2 separate regions of the Rattus norvegicus genome follow, and region 2 is linked to region 1. The links are chromatin contacts, called in public Hi-C maps. All regions are on one chromosome and are shown on one strand. The core of a region is the stretch at or near the end of the contact, and the rest is flanking DNA. Distances in the headings are between cores, read along the strand shown.

Region 1 (6,671 bases), core at 2,947-5,446:
AGCAAAGGGAGTGGGTAAAATGGTAACGGCAGACTCTGCCATCCCAGGGCTAAATGATCACTGAAGCACTTACACCAGCAAGCCCATTTCTTAGACCATTGGGCTAAGGCCAAACACTAAATCTCCAGCAGTATTTTGAGGCAGGAGATTGCTATAGATCAGCGTCCAGAGCACATCTCCTGAGAGCTCCAGATCTTGTGTCCCAGATGGATAAATTGGACTAGAAACACATGGGTAGTGACAGAAATAACATTTCTATTACTTTAGCCTATCAGTTTATTAAGAAAGGAAAAGGACACTCCTGAGTGGAAGCAGGCTCTGAGCTGGGAAGTCAGACACTCAGAGCCTCTGAGCATCAAGAAGTTCTGATCCTGTGTGGGTCATGTGCATGCACCAGCCTCCTCCAGAAGGCCTTGCAGGCTTTCCTTATGCATAATTTGCTTAGCTACACATAGCTAGGGCCATAAGGGTTTCTGATCTTTCTACCAACTAGCTTCCTTCTATAAAAAATATTTTAAATTATTCTCTGAGAATTATATATGCATATATAATATGTTTTGATCAAGTCCACCAGGAGTCTCTCCCACTCTACCGTTTTTCCCTCAAAACTTCATGCACACTTTCTTTAGCCCACTGAGTCCAGTTTGCTGCCAGTATGTCACAGGTGTAGGGCCATACACTGGGGCATGGTCAGCTTACATGGGACCACATTCTAAAAGAAAATCAACTCTCCCTCCCCTTGAAGCGATGAATTCCCTCCCAATGGTTCCTCACTCAGCCAGGGAAAGGGCTAAAACACGGTGCTAAGGCCCTATTCCCAAACACATCATGCACTTGCCTCACATGACATGAAGAAATCACATGAACACAAAGAGGCCATATGGACAGAACAGGGGAGGCAGAAGCCATAGGTCCAGGCCAGATTGCATGTTAGTGCAGAAGTCTGGGTAGCATCTTGCATAATCTACCTCAACTCAGAGCCAGGCATATTGTAATCACTGCTCCTTCATTTGTGGTGAAATGTTGGGAAAGTCTACATTTCCTGATGGTGTGCACCTTGGCTACAGAAGTTCTTTCAGTACAGGACAGTCGAAAGGCTCCTGGAGTCCCCGGAAAGACACACCCATCTGTTCTCTACTCTTCCCAGCTGGAAAGAATAGCTTTTTGCCCCACCTGCTTGAAGAATGCCGAAGTCTGTGAGACTATGGACAGTCCATTTTATTTTATTTATAAATTATTTTATTGCTATAAAGAGGCAATAAAATAAAATAAGAACAAGGTGGTCTGAAACATATAGTCCCAGGTTGAAGTTGAACAGGGCACTTCATAGAGATTCCTGTTTCTGTCGGTCTTTACATGGCTGTCCAGGTGGGTTATGCTCAAATGTATGCTGGCTTGTCCACACTGCTCATCAGGGCTCCGTGGAAATCACATGTGTGAATCTGTGTGACTCGACATCCTTGGCAAAAGCACAGCCTGCCAGAAGGAAGCCCTTATATAGCTTCAATGCCTGCTCTTCAGAGACATCCCCTCCTCCCTTCCCAAGCCCTCTCTCTGTCCTGTAGTCTACTTACCATCAAGTGGCAGGAGCTGTAAAAGGAAACGCCACTTCTCAAAGACAGAGATGGGGCAGCTCAGCGGGTTCTCATTTCCCAGTTGGTAGAGCTTAGAGCAGAAGAGGCTATATCACTGAAGGTAAATACCACTGGGAGAATAAGCAGAGACACAGTGCAGGGAAACGGAACTGAGAGCTTTTTAATACCATGATGAGAACACACATTGTGGTCCCCTGAGCACGGCCTGCCATGGACGCTCTTCAGGATGAGTGCAGATGGTGGTAGGCTCTGCAGGGGAAGGACTTCCGGGGAAGCCTCGAACTTGATGCCAGTTAATGTGTTTGTTGAATGCCCTTGAGCATTTACTCTTAACTCAGGAGTGCTGCCCTTAGAAATGTTTGTTAGCTTGGCATGGTGGCACAGGCCTTTAATCCCAACACTTGGGAGGCAGAAGCAGGCGTGAGTTCACAGCTAACCTGGTCTACACAGTGAGCTCCAGGCCAGTCTGGGCTCAATAGTGAGACAGTGTCTAAAAACGAAAAGAAAAAAGTGTTTCTAGAACCTTCTTTTTGTTCTGTTTACTTTGGTTTTGTTTCTTCACACCGTACCTTTATTTAGAAGCTCAATATGTTTGTGTTGAGTAAGTGAAGTTTCTCAAGTCCACTGAGGGTGAGGATATGTCACGTGGCCCCAACCTGACGTGGCAGCAGAATCTTACCACGGTAGCTCTTGGCCTGCTCCCATGGAGCCTCCCAGAACTTGGTGAGAGTTACTGGGAAAGGCCTTCCTGGGGCCTCTGGCCAAAGCTAATCAGTCTGATATTTGTGCCCCAAGGCATGGCCTCTCAGAGACTGATGACATTGGCTAGCATCCGAGCAGCAACATCTCAAGTGCCTACTGTGTGCCAGACTCCATCTTTCAAACCCTGGAATTCTATGCAAGGCTTTTCATCCCCTGACAGTTTGAAGAGTAAGGCTGCTGAGCTGTACAGCCATAGCTGTGTTTCTGTTTTAGCAGCAGGAAAAGACTCGGTGACCCTTGGGTGTGTGTTTTACCTTTATTCCTGGATCTCTTATCCCCTGTACTCCCTCTGGCCCTGCTGTGTTTTTCTGAGCCCCCTCTGATGTATGTGAAATAACTCGTAGGTATAAACAAAGGGTCCAAATGACTAGAACCTTCTCTTCCTGCATGTTACCCCTCTGGGACTAACCATGGATTCTGGTACTTTATAGAAGCTCCATGAATGTCCATCGGGTTGAGCCCATTTGCAAGGAAATCCAGAAGACCAAAGGGTTTGGGGGGCCAGGATTTTGGGGGTGAGTTTAGTACAGCATGCCATGGGGGAGCACAAGAGAGGCTCCATACCCTTTCTTAGCACCGCCGGCTGGTCTAGGCTTTAATGGGCTGTCCAGAGGTCCCCTTGGACAGAACCCTGTCTTCACCATGGTTTAATCCAGGATGGGAGCTAAAAGCAGGCTGGCACACACCCCTAAGCTTGAATAGAGGCCACTCTGTCAGTGAGCGGCCTCTCCATACTCCATACTCTCTTGCTTTAGATTTCCATTTTAAAATATGCTACATTAAACAGGAAGATGTTTTTGAAGTATTGAGTATCTGGATGGAATATTAATGTTAAAAAAAAAACCTAAACTCTCTCTTGAATAATACTTTTTTTTCTTAGTCTTTAGGACTTTTTATTCCTGTTGTTCTAAATTACCAGAAAAAGAAAAAAGACAGAGAAACAAGGCCATTGTCTCATTGCTTTGACAGATGAAGTGGACAGAAGCCTCTGCTCCTTCTTGAGCTAACCTTGACCTTGGGCTGTCATATCATCGTCCTGATAGACAGAGCAGACAGGGCTCAAAGCAAATGGGTAATAATGCTTCTGATCAAAGACAATGGATCTTTTAAGTTCTAAATAGAAATCTACATTTTGGAGGCTGTTAAAAAATTTAAGTCTCAGACTAAGAATGAATCTCAGTTGGTGGAGTGCTTGTCTGCCATGCATGGAGCCTTGGGCTCAATCCTCAGCACATAAAAACCAGGTATGAAGGCACATGTGGTGGTATCTACCTGTAAACCCGGCACTTGGGAGGTGGAGTTAGAAGATCAGAAGTTCGATGTTATCCTCAGATACATAGCAAGTTTAAGGGCTAGCACCAGACACAGGAGATCATGTTTCAAGAAAAAAAGAGTGGTCTTTACTGGCCATAGAGATAACGTCATAGTCATCCCCACCCCCCACTGTTTTCCAGTCCATGTGCGTGTGCATGGGTGAGTGTGTGCGTGCAAACCCAAAGACGATTCTTCTACCCACATTCCTGGTGGATAGGCATTCCACAGTTATGTGAAAGTCTGGTCACTCTCTCTTGTCAAACACTTAGGAACTGCTCCCTTCATAGTGAGAGACCTGGACTCTGACTCCGCCATTTCACTCACCTGTTCCCATGTTGCTTTAGTACTGCTGCTCTTTCAGCCCAGGACTGTCCTCAAGGGCAATAGGGGGGATTCCTGAAGCCATTGTTTCAGTAAACGTCCCTTTCTCCCGAGGGAACCTCAAGTCCCTCGGACCCAGAGGTCACCCATTGGAGTCCTTTGCCCAGAATCATTCCAACCTGTCAGTGTTGCCAACAGGAGAGTGTGGTACCCAGCCCCAAAGAGGGCTCTTCTGTCCATGCAGTGTCATGCCCCTGCCTCGGTGCTGAGGAGATGCTGCCTGCTGCCAGCAACTCCTCACCAGCTGCACAGCCAAAAATAAGTCCTCAGCTGCACAGGGCTGATCTTTCCGCTCCCCTTCTCCTCAGAAGCGAGAGTCCAACAGCCTGCCAGCTGGAACTGGAGATTGGGTTTTTCCACCCAGCTGAAAGGAAATGCAGTGCAGAGTTTTTTTCTTTCTTTTTCTTTCTTTCTTTTTTTTTTCAGTTTCTTTTTTAACCTTATTATGTCAAAGGAGTTGTCTTGTTCTTAAGGGCAAAAAATATCACGATTGCTTCTGAGTTGCTTTGAAAATAGCATTGGGAAGGGGAGGCATGCATCAAGCTTTTCCTGGCTCCTGGCAGAAGCACCTATCAAGGGAGGCAGATGCAGCCCCGTTTGAGTGGAGGGACTGCTCTGGGAAGGAGCCCGAGGCTTGAGTTAGGCTCAGCAGATCTGCTGCCAGCCTTGGATTGATAAAGTGCCTATTTGTACAGAGGACAGGAGCAGCTGCATAAACTGTGGAATTTTCCAAGGGCTGCAGAACTTTAAAAGCCGAGTTTGAAGTCATGCATTCCTTTATTTAGCAAATATTTATCGGCACCTGCTGTGTGCCAGGTTCCGGCTGGGGCTGCAAAGGTGGAAAGAGGACAGTCCCTGTCCTCAAGTGCCTCATGTCCAAGGGGAGAAACTGGCACAACCAAGATGAGAAGCCTGAGAGATCTCCTGGGCTGAGTGTTTTGTAGGGTCACCACCCACTACAGCGTAAGAGGCATGACATCATGACAGGGGGATTGGGCTGGTTCCGAGGACGGGTATCAGTACAGTCATCCATGTGGCTGTCAGAGCAATAAACGGCAGGGATGCACAGCATGTAGGAAAGACACAGCTCTGCTTCTGGGGCACAGTCCTGGGGACAATCCACAGCCATCACCGAGGAGGTGACAACCAAGCTGCTCTGGAAATGCAGGGCAGAGTGGGGAAGTGAGGCTCCTCCTGACCAGGAACTCAGTGGGAGAAGGCATAAGGATTAAAATAATTGGGACCAGAAGCAACTGGGGTCTGGAGAACGAAATCTCTCTCTCTCTCTCTCTCTCTCTCTCTCTCTCTCTCTCTCTCTGTCTCTCTCTCTCTCTCTCTCTCTCTCTGTGTGTGTGTGTGTGTGTGTGCGAGTGTGTGCGTGTGTGTGCGTGTGTGTGCATGTGTGTGCATGTGTGTGCATGTGTGTGTGGTGTGTGTGCGCGAGTGTGTGTGTGCATGTGTGTGTTTATGTGTGTGTGTATGTGTGTGTGCGTGTGTGTGTGGTGTGTGTGTGTGTGCGTGTGCGTGTGTGTAGTGAATGAACGAGGTTGGAGCTAAGACTATCAAGGTTCCTCACAGTGTGGCTGATGACAGGGAAAACTGAGGAGTGGGAACAGATGTGTGAGGAGAAATACACCTGTGGATCCACACTGACTCTGAACCCTGTACCTGCTGTAGGGGCCTACACTCTGCAGGCCATGACAGTCTAGTTGAGAGATGCTCAAGTACCTATTGTCACCTTCTTGTGGGAGTCACACTGCTGAGGTGGCAGTGGAGTGAGGAGAGGCTAAGGGGCGCATTTGGGATGTCAGGACTCACATGGATGATCAATCAATTGATTTCCACAAGAGTATTGTTATGCTCCCTGTGGCGACTGATGGGGGAGGGGGCTGGCATTTTGGCTCCCAATTTCAGAGGATACAGTGAACCACAGCAGCTGAGATGAGTTTATTAGTTGTAGTGGGGGTATGGGACATCAGCTCCTTACATCCTGGGAGATCACAAAGCAGAAAACAGGACTGGAAGCAGGGCTGAGCCATCACCTTAAAAGCATGTCCTCTGTGGCCTACCTCATCCAGCCAATGCTTACCACATCCCAAAAGTTTTCCCAGCCTCCCAAAACAGCACCACCAGCTGGGGGCTGAAGGTTCAAACACACAAACCTGTAAGCGACAGTTAACATTCAAACCAGAGCAGGTAGTCATGGGGAAAAGTTGGTATTTTCAACAGATGGTGCTGGGACAGTGAGACACCCAGATCTCTGAGTGGAGGTGTATACAAAAGAGCGTTGAGTCCTTACCTTACACAGTATAACAGCAGGCTCAAAATAAATCACAAAGGTAGACCACAAGCTGAAACAGTGAACCTTTTGGGGAAGACACACAGGAAAATCTTCATTGTGTTTTCAAAAGACTTAAGGGAATTATATTTTGGTTTTTGGGCTGCAGTAGTCAACACACAGACAGTTTGAGACAAGGAAATAAATTGGACATTATTAAATTAAAAACTTATGTGCATCTCTGAGTTGTCACTAGAGTGAAAAGATAGCCCACCAAACTGGTAAAAGGATTTTCTTTCTTTCTAAATATTAATATTTTTATTGGATTTAAAAAATTTATT
Region 2 (6,831 bases), core at 1,471-3,970, 47 kb before region 1:
GGATCTATGATGTCACCCTGATAGGGCTGAGAAACAAGCTTGTAGGCATTTCTGTAGGAGACTTTTAGATACAGTACATTGGAATGTGGAGACTCAACCTAAATGTGGGTGGCGTCATCTATGGGCTACAGTATAAAGAGAGCAAACTGAGCAGCCCTCTCCCTTTCTGCCTTTCTGACTCTGAGGGCCATGTGACCTGCTGCCTCAAGTGACGTCTGCTGCCCCGCCCTTCTCTATGCTTATATTGGTTTGATCAAGTATTTTGTTGCCACAAAAAGAGAATCGAACAAGCATAAGATCTATGGGGAAGTCAACATATGTATCAGGAGTCAGATCATTTCTACACTTGCCCTGTCCTTGATTTGAGTTCTTGTTGGTGTGTTTCTGGTAAGACAGTAGGATTCCCCACCATGTTGTCTCACTATGTAGGAGGGATTGTGTGGGCTTGGTGACATGCCCTCTTACCTTCTCAGGCCCTCTCCCACTCCAGCCTCAAATTTAGGTGGATCAAGCCATGCTGATTTGAGATCTGTTCTATGTAACATGGGAAATCAAGTCTACATGAATGCTGAGATTGAGACCCCAAAGTTTGGACACGGCCCCAAATTACCAAGGAGCCACAGCGGCCTGTTCCAGATGAGCCTCAGTCTGAGCCAGTGCCAGAACCTAGACTCTTTCGGGCCCACAGCATCAGATTATCAAACTGTATTCCAGTGGTCATGTGGGGGTCATGCCTGTCTTTAACCCATACACGAGGCTACAGGATCACAGTACCTACTTTACCACACTCAATTCAGTTCTCAAAGTAGTTCCCAAGTGTCAGTATGCTGCAGAGGTGAGTGTCATAGAAAACTGTACGCAGAACCAAAATTATGAAAATGTATGGGTGACTCCTGGCTATGGAGTCACTGGGTGACACACTCATGTATCACTTTCTCTAGTTACCTGATACCTGCTTGTCCTCATACAAAGAACAATTCTCACATGATACTAAAAGTCTTATTTCTTCAAGAAAAACATGACCCCAAAACATCCAGCTAGGTGTGTTGGCTGGAACAAGCTTTCCACCTTCCCCAAATGGCATTTGTAGCTGAGGCCAAGAAGAAGTGGGTCCTCTGATAAACTCTGAAGCTTCCAGAGTCCCACCCACATCCATGGAATTAGAACCTTCATGGGTAGAGCTGACTGATGTGAACTTTTAAAAAATCCCTAAATGATTTGATCTTGAGGTCAATAGTGGACCTCAGAATAGTGGACCTAAAATATAGTGTCTAGATTCTGGCATCAGATAAGACTTGTCTAAACCTGAGTAAGTAACTCACACTCTGTCTCCACTAGTCTCTAAAATGGGTCTAATCCTATGTTCCATGGAGGATGGGCCCCTGGCTCTGTTGCCTGCCTTTTATTCCCTACATGTTCTTCCCATCCTAATACATCATAGTTTACACAGAAGTCTTCAGAGACACCAGTCACATGATTTTCCCTGGAGTTTGACCTTGACCACACAGCTGATGGTAAGGAAAGCATGGGGAGCAAAGATGATGCTAAGGAAGTGAGAGCTATAGCTGTTTCCTAGCAACGTGCTTCTTCCTCTGACTTGCCTGTGAGGGGTGAGGGGAGGTGAGCTACAGTTAGGAGTTTAGGAGAGAGTTAACTGCCAGCTCCCTATGCCATGTGGTGGTGACTAGGCCTGCTCCATACTTGGTATCAACAATGTCTACTTATGAGTCAGCTGTGAAATAGTTAAATGACAGCCCCAGCCTTTCAGACTTTGTCTTTGTCCTCGTCTGTTGTAGACTCTAGCTCATAGGCAGGCCTATGGGTTTCCATTGTCGTTCAGATTTAACCTTGACTAGTGATCCTCAGAGTTTGGGCTCTCAGGACCTCTTTAAACCTTCAAGAATTATTCAGGAATCCTACCCCCCCCCCAAAAAAAGAGTTTCTATTTGCTATTCATCACCTAGAGATAGGAACTGGGCACTTTTTTGACCCAAGCACATGTCTCAGCTGCTGGAGTGAGGCCGTCAATCGCATCTACTGTAGCTCTTGGGAAACTCCACTTACACTCCTGAGATCATAAAGGTGAAAGAAGAAATACACCACGTTATCAGTGAGGAGGGGGCTTTGATCATGTAGACCCTGGGAGAAAGCTTGCAAGTTCCCATGGTCTCTGAAGCACACAGACCCACGGAGCTTGAGAGCTGATGGTGGAATCTTACAACTGAGGTACAGTAGACATGGGCCTAAGCTGGGGTAGAGAGATAGCGCAGTGCCTGGGAGCATGCACATCACAGGTCACACCATTTGTGACTCTAGTTCCAGGTGCCTTCTTACCTCCATAGGCACCAGGCACACATGTAGTGTGCAGACATACATGAAGGCATAAAATAAAAGTATTTTATAGGTGTGTGTGTGTGTGTGTGTGTGTGTGTGTGTGTGTGTTGTGTATGAGTCCAAGCTACATGTTACAAACAAAACAAGCAAAGCTTTTCTGAGATCTCAGCTGAAGCCACAGGGCATTAAGAGCAAAGGATTGTTCACCCATCAAAGAATTTAGTGGCTTCATTGATTTTCTGCAGTGGACTAAAGTTCGGAAATTGACCATTGGTCATGGGCACAGTTTCAAAAGATGTTTTTCCATCTCGTGTGCAGACAGTCTTCCCTAGAGGTTCTCAGGCTAATGGGTGGTTACCTAACCCAGGAACTGCTGAGTTTCTCTCTGCTGGTACCAGCCTGCATAAACATCCTGGCCTTATGGTTTAGTGTGGGCCTTCTGGCAAGGCTGGAGGAACTATAGGCTCTAGAGTCAGTGAGAAAACACGAGAGCAGAGTGGAAGAGCACACCGTACCCTCTCAGGAGGCAGCCCAACTTGACCCTGGGTTGTAGCCCTGGGGAAACACGTCTGCACTGATAAGTGAGGTTGTTCACAGAGCTGAGTAGATTCAGCAGAGTGGAACAGCCTCAAGCCAGGGAGGCCTCATCCCCCATCCCATAATCATCCCCATCAGATAACTGTGTACCCTTATAGGGCCCTATTTTTAGCAAAGGCAGCCCTCAAACTTCTTCAGAGGAACCTAGGCAGCCATTTTCCTGACACCACACCTCAGCATGCCCTCTCTAGTGAAAGCGTGTAGGGGATTGGTTCTAATGCTTTGTCAAATTTCTACTCCCAAAAAAGCCATACTTCCAGACCTGAGGGCCCTGCCCCCAACTGACTTCAACTGATAATAAAGAATTGCCATACAGCCAATGGCTGGGCAGAAAGATAGAAGAGGGGCTTCTCGATTGTGCAGGCAAGGGGCCGGGAGAGAGAAGAGAGATAGAGAATCACCATGACTCAGAGGGAGAAGGATCAGATGTAAGACCTGCAGGAAAGAAAACAACCAGTCTTGTAGGGATTTGGGAAAATGACCCTAGAGGTCACTACTCACCCAATTGGGTCTGGGGTAGCGGAGATGAAATGTAGATTGATACAGGTTGATACAGGAAAGTTGGAGGGGAGAATGTAAGCTCAGTGAGGGGAGGATGAAAAATGCTCAACCACTGAGTTAGTCAAGGCATATCAAAGTTAGCTGCTTATGTGTATCTTTCCTTCGAGAATCCAGAGAGCTCTTGGGCGGGTGCACATGTGACCCACTGGGAACCAAAGCAGTTTAATTACTCCACCGCTACAAAAGTGACGGGAAGCTGACCCTGTACTGGTTGGCTGGGGGCCTTCAACTAAGAGTAAGTGCCATGACTTTGCTCTGAATTGGATGTCCAAGTTGCCACTGGGGCTACTGCAGGGATTGTATGACATCAAGTCTCTTCCTTGCCAACTCCCTCTTGCCTTGGCTTGCTGTGTTTGTAGCCATTGCAACATCTGCTTGTTCTAGTCAAAGGGCCCATTAGTCTATAAACTTCTGTCCTTGAGGCCTAAACTGGTCAGAGTGGTATATATTGTATATTGTGTGTTATATGTAACATATTGTGTGTTATATGTAACATATTGTGTGTTGTATGGTTTGTGTTGGGCAGGTGCACTGACTCATGCAAGTGCATGTGGAGGCCAGAGGTTGTGTTGAATGTCTGCCTCAGTCACTTCTCTACCTTATTTTATTTTATATATATATATTAATGTTCTGCCTGCATTTGTCTGTGCATCATAGATCTGTCTGGTACCTGGGTAGGCCAGAAGAGGATGTTGTAGCTCCTAGAACTGAATTTACAGATGGTTAAGAGCTAAGATGCACATAGTGTGTGTCCTCTGAAAGAGCAGCCAGTGCTCTTAACTGCTGAGCCATCTCTCCAGCCCTCCATCTTACTCTTTGAGACAGGGTCTCTCAGTGAACCCAGTGCTCACCATATCTGCAGCTCTGCGGCATCTCAGTGCAAGGCCATTCCAGTTGTTGAGATGCTTCTGTCTGTCTCCCTTCCCAACAGTATATAAGCAGAGCTGACACGGGATGTAATTGTTTGCACGTCAGATGCAACAACCCATGCTGCGTGTCCTGCAGGAGCAATCGTGTTCTGAGGGCGGGCGGCAGGAAGCCTCATGATGAGCTGCAGGTTGTGTTATTACAGTTGAGCAAATGGAAGCCTGATTTATGATGATTAAAATTTGTTTCTAGCATGTGTTTTTCTCACACTCCCTGCCCAGTGGAAAGTGTGTGTCTATTGTATCACCCATTTGCAAATTGCTTTCCAAAACCATTGTCTCCTGATCAGTTCAGGGGAGAGCACTGTGACTGGAGGCAACCCCGGTCTCCTTATTCCACAAATGTAAATGTGGCATTTTGTTCTTTGGGGGATAAATCCCTTGTGGCCCCTAAGTGCAGCCAGCGGGTTTGTGCCACATCTTTAAAATGGCATATATTCATTTGAAGACTTCACAAGAAAACAGAAACATAACAATAAAGGGCAGAGATTTTTAAGTCAAGTCCTACATCTCCAACCAAAGAGATCATCTGCACACTATGGGCCCTGCTAGCTCAGATCCTGTGCTGACACATGTGTGTGTCAATAATGAATGAATGAGTTGATTCATCCTCTGTCTTGCTGAGTATCTCTCTGGGAGACACTACTTGTGGCTCTTGTTTACCCAAAGATCATTTTGAAGGCAGAACACTCTGTAGTCCCAAGTAGCAGCCTCTTACGTAACACTGCCATGGGATCCTTAGCTCTGAGCCGCAAGACCAGAGCCTCTCATTTAGTCAAAGAGGAGCAAAGGAAGATGCAGGGCCTGCGTTCTACTGTTGCCCTGTGGTCAAGAGCTATGTGACCACCAAGGGAAAATCCTGTCTTCCAGTCATCTGACTACCACCTCTCCAAAGCTGTCCACATGTGCTTGAAAATGGCTGGCCATTCAGTGTGTTACACACAGAGAATCACGAACGAGCGGGTTAAGTTAACTGCAGTGACTTCTCGGTGGTTCTAGAATGGAGCTCTAGTTCTTCTCCTTGCTATGACAAAACACCTGATGAAAGCAGCTCTGATTCAGGGTTTAAGGGTGGGTAGCTCATCATGGGATAGGGAGTGACACTGAGTGATTCAGGGTTTAAGGGTGGGTAGCTCATCACGGGATAGGGAGTGACACTGAGGCAGCTGGTCACACTGCATCCCTAGGCGGGAAACCGAGAGAGGACAGGAAGTGGGCTTGCTGTAGAACTCCCAAGCTCCACCCCAAATGACCCACTTCCTCCAGAGAAGCTCCACCTCCAAAATGCTCCAGATCTCACCCAAAACATCACCAACTAGGCACCAAATATTCAAACACATGAACCTATGGGAGCTTTTCATATTTCAGTCACAAGGATCAGGATCTGAAGCACTCGTGCCAGAGGTTCTCAGTTCACCAAGATTATCTCTTCTCCTAAAACTCCTAAAGCTCCACTCTTGGGTCTCGTCACAGACATGTTTGTTTTAGGTCAGTGTTGTGACTCTGCTTCTTGCCAGGATGTTTTCCCATGTTGCCTGACTCATCCATGTGACTGCAGTTGGACTTGTGACTCTCTGGTCCCCTCTCTCTACAGTCTTTCTCCTTCATGAATTATAACTGCGGGTTTTCTACCTGCACCCAAGTTCCAGAAATAATGACTCTGAGCCTTATCATTTGTGAACAAATGCCTAGGCCATAGGCAAGTGCTTATTCCCTGACCAACTCACAACCTTATTAGCCCAGGTATTGTATTCTATGGGTGCCATATGGCTGGTTACTCTTCTCAACTTCATGCTTCTGTCTCCTCAGAGTTTGGGGCAAATCTCTTCCCATGCCCGACTCTGTCTCAGAGTTCCTCTCTCCCTACCAGAACTCCCACCTCCTATTTCCTGCCTCAGCTAATAAGCCATCAGCTTTTATTGACAGGCGATGCTTCTATACGGTACAGGAGTACAGGCAGATCTGGGAGCAAGTCACATGGGGGGCCTATGCATCACCCCCATAACACATACTCCCTGCTGAGCATACACACAGACTCCCTCCATGCACATCCACACCTACATGTATGGAACACACATATCACACACTATTTCATTTCCCACACAAAGTGGGAATTAAATAAGATTAGACACATCCTCACAGTGATGAAGAACCATATAATTCAGTTTCTTATTACCAGCAGATATTAGGCATATCTTTTAGAACACAGCACAATGGAGTTGCATTGTAAGAAATGCCGACTCCAGAGTTCAATTCTTTGCTTATGTTATAAGCTCACAATAACAAATTTTTGCTGGAGCTGGAAGATGGCTTAGTGTGTCAGAGCACTTGCTATACAAGCACAAGGACATGAATTCAACTCCCCACTACTCACATAAAATGCCAACGTGGCCTCCTGACCACATGGGCCTGC

The links. Hi-C and Micro-C count contacts between places; a contact is called where the count stands out from the background.
Region 2: a contact with region 1 is called in a Hi-C map of liver, with 2.1 times the contacts expected there. The contact joins two enhancer-like sites. A contact is called at or near these places in 3 of 12 Hi-C or Micro-C datasets (hepatocytes, kidney and liver) and 1 of 1 datasets of contacts at active chromatin or transcription factors (oligodendrocytes).

What each region holds. Positions count from the first base shown.
Region 1 is chr15:42,559,921-42,566,591 of GRCr8, reverse strand. The region is part of intron 5 of Msra (methionine sulfoxide reductase A); the gene reads left to right. It overlaps LOC120097017 (a long non-coding RNA gene), which reads right to left. Exons shown (of 3, transcript XR_005494053.2): 1 at 3,996-6,671; 2 at 1,575-1,665; 3 at 1,208-1,476. Among named protein-coding and RNA genes, the nearest start is that of Prss52, 43 kb to the right of the region's middle. Within about 2 kb of position 4,196, at least 29 of the 93 cell types and tissues checked have an H3K27ac peak or open chromatin away from gene starts, as enhancers often do. A contact at or near this core is called in liver, where this site is marked.
Region 2 is chr15:42,604,965-42,611,795 of GRCr8, reverse strand. All of the region lies in intron 5 of Msra (methionine sulfoxide reductase A), which reads left to right. Among named protein-coding and RNA genes, the nearest start is that of Prss52, 88 kb to the right of the region's middle. Within about 2 kb of position 2,720, at least 2 of the 93 cell types and tissues checked have an H3K27ac peak or open chromatin away from gene starts, as enhancers often do. A contact at or near this core is called in liver, where this site is marked.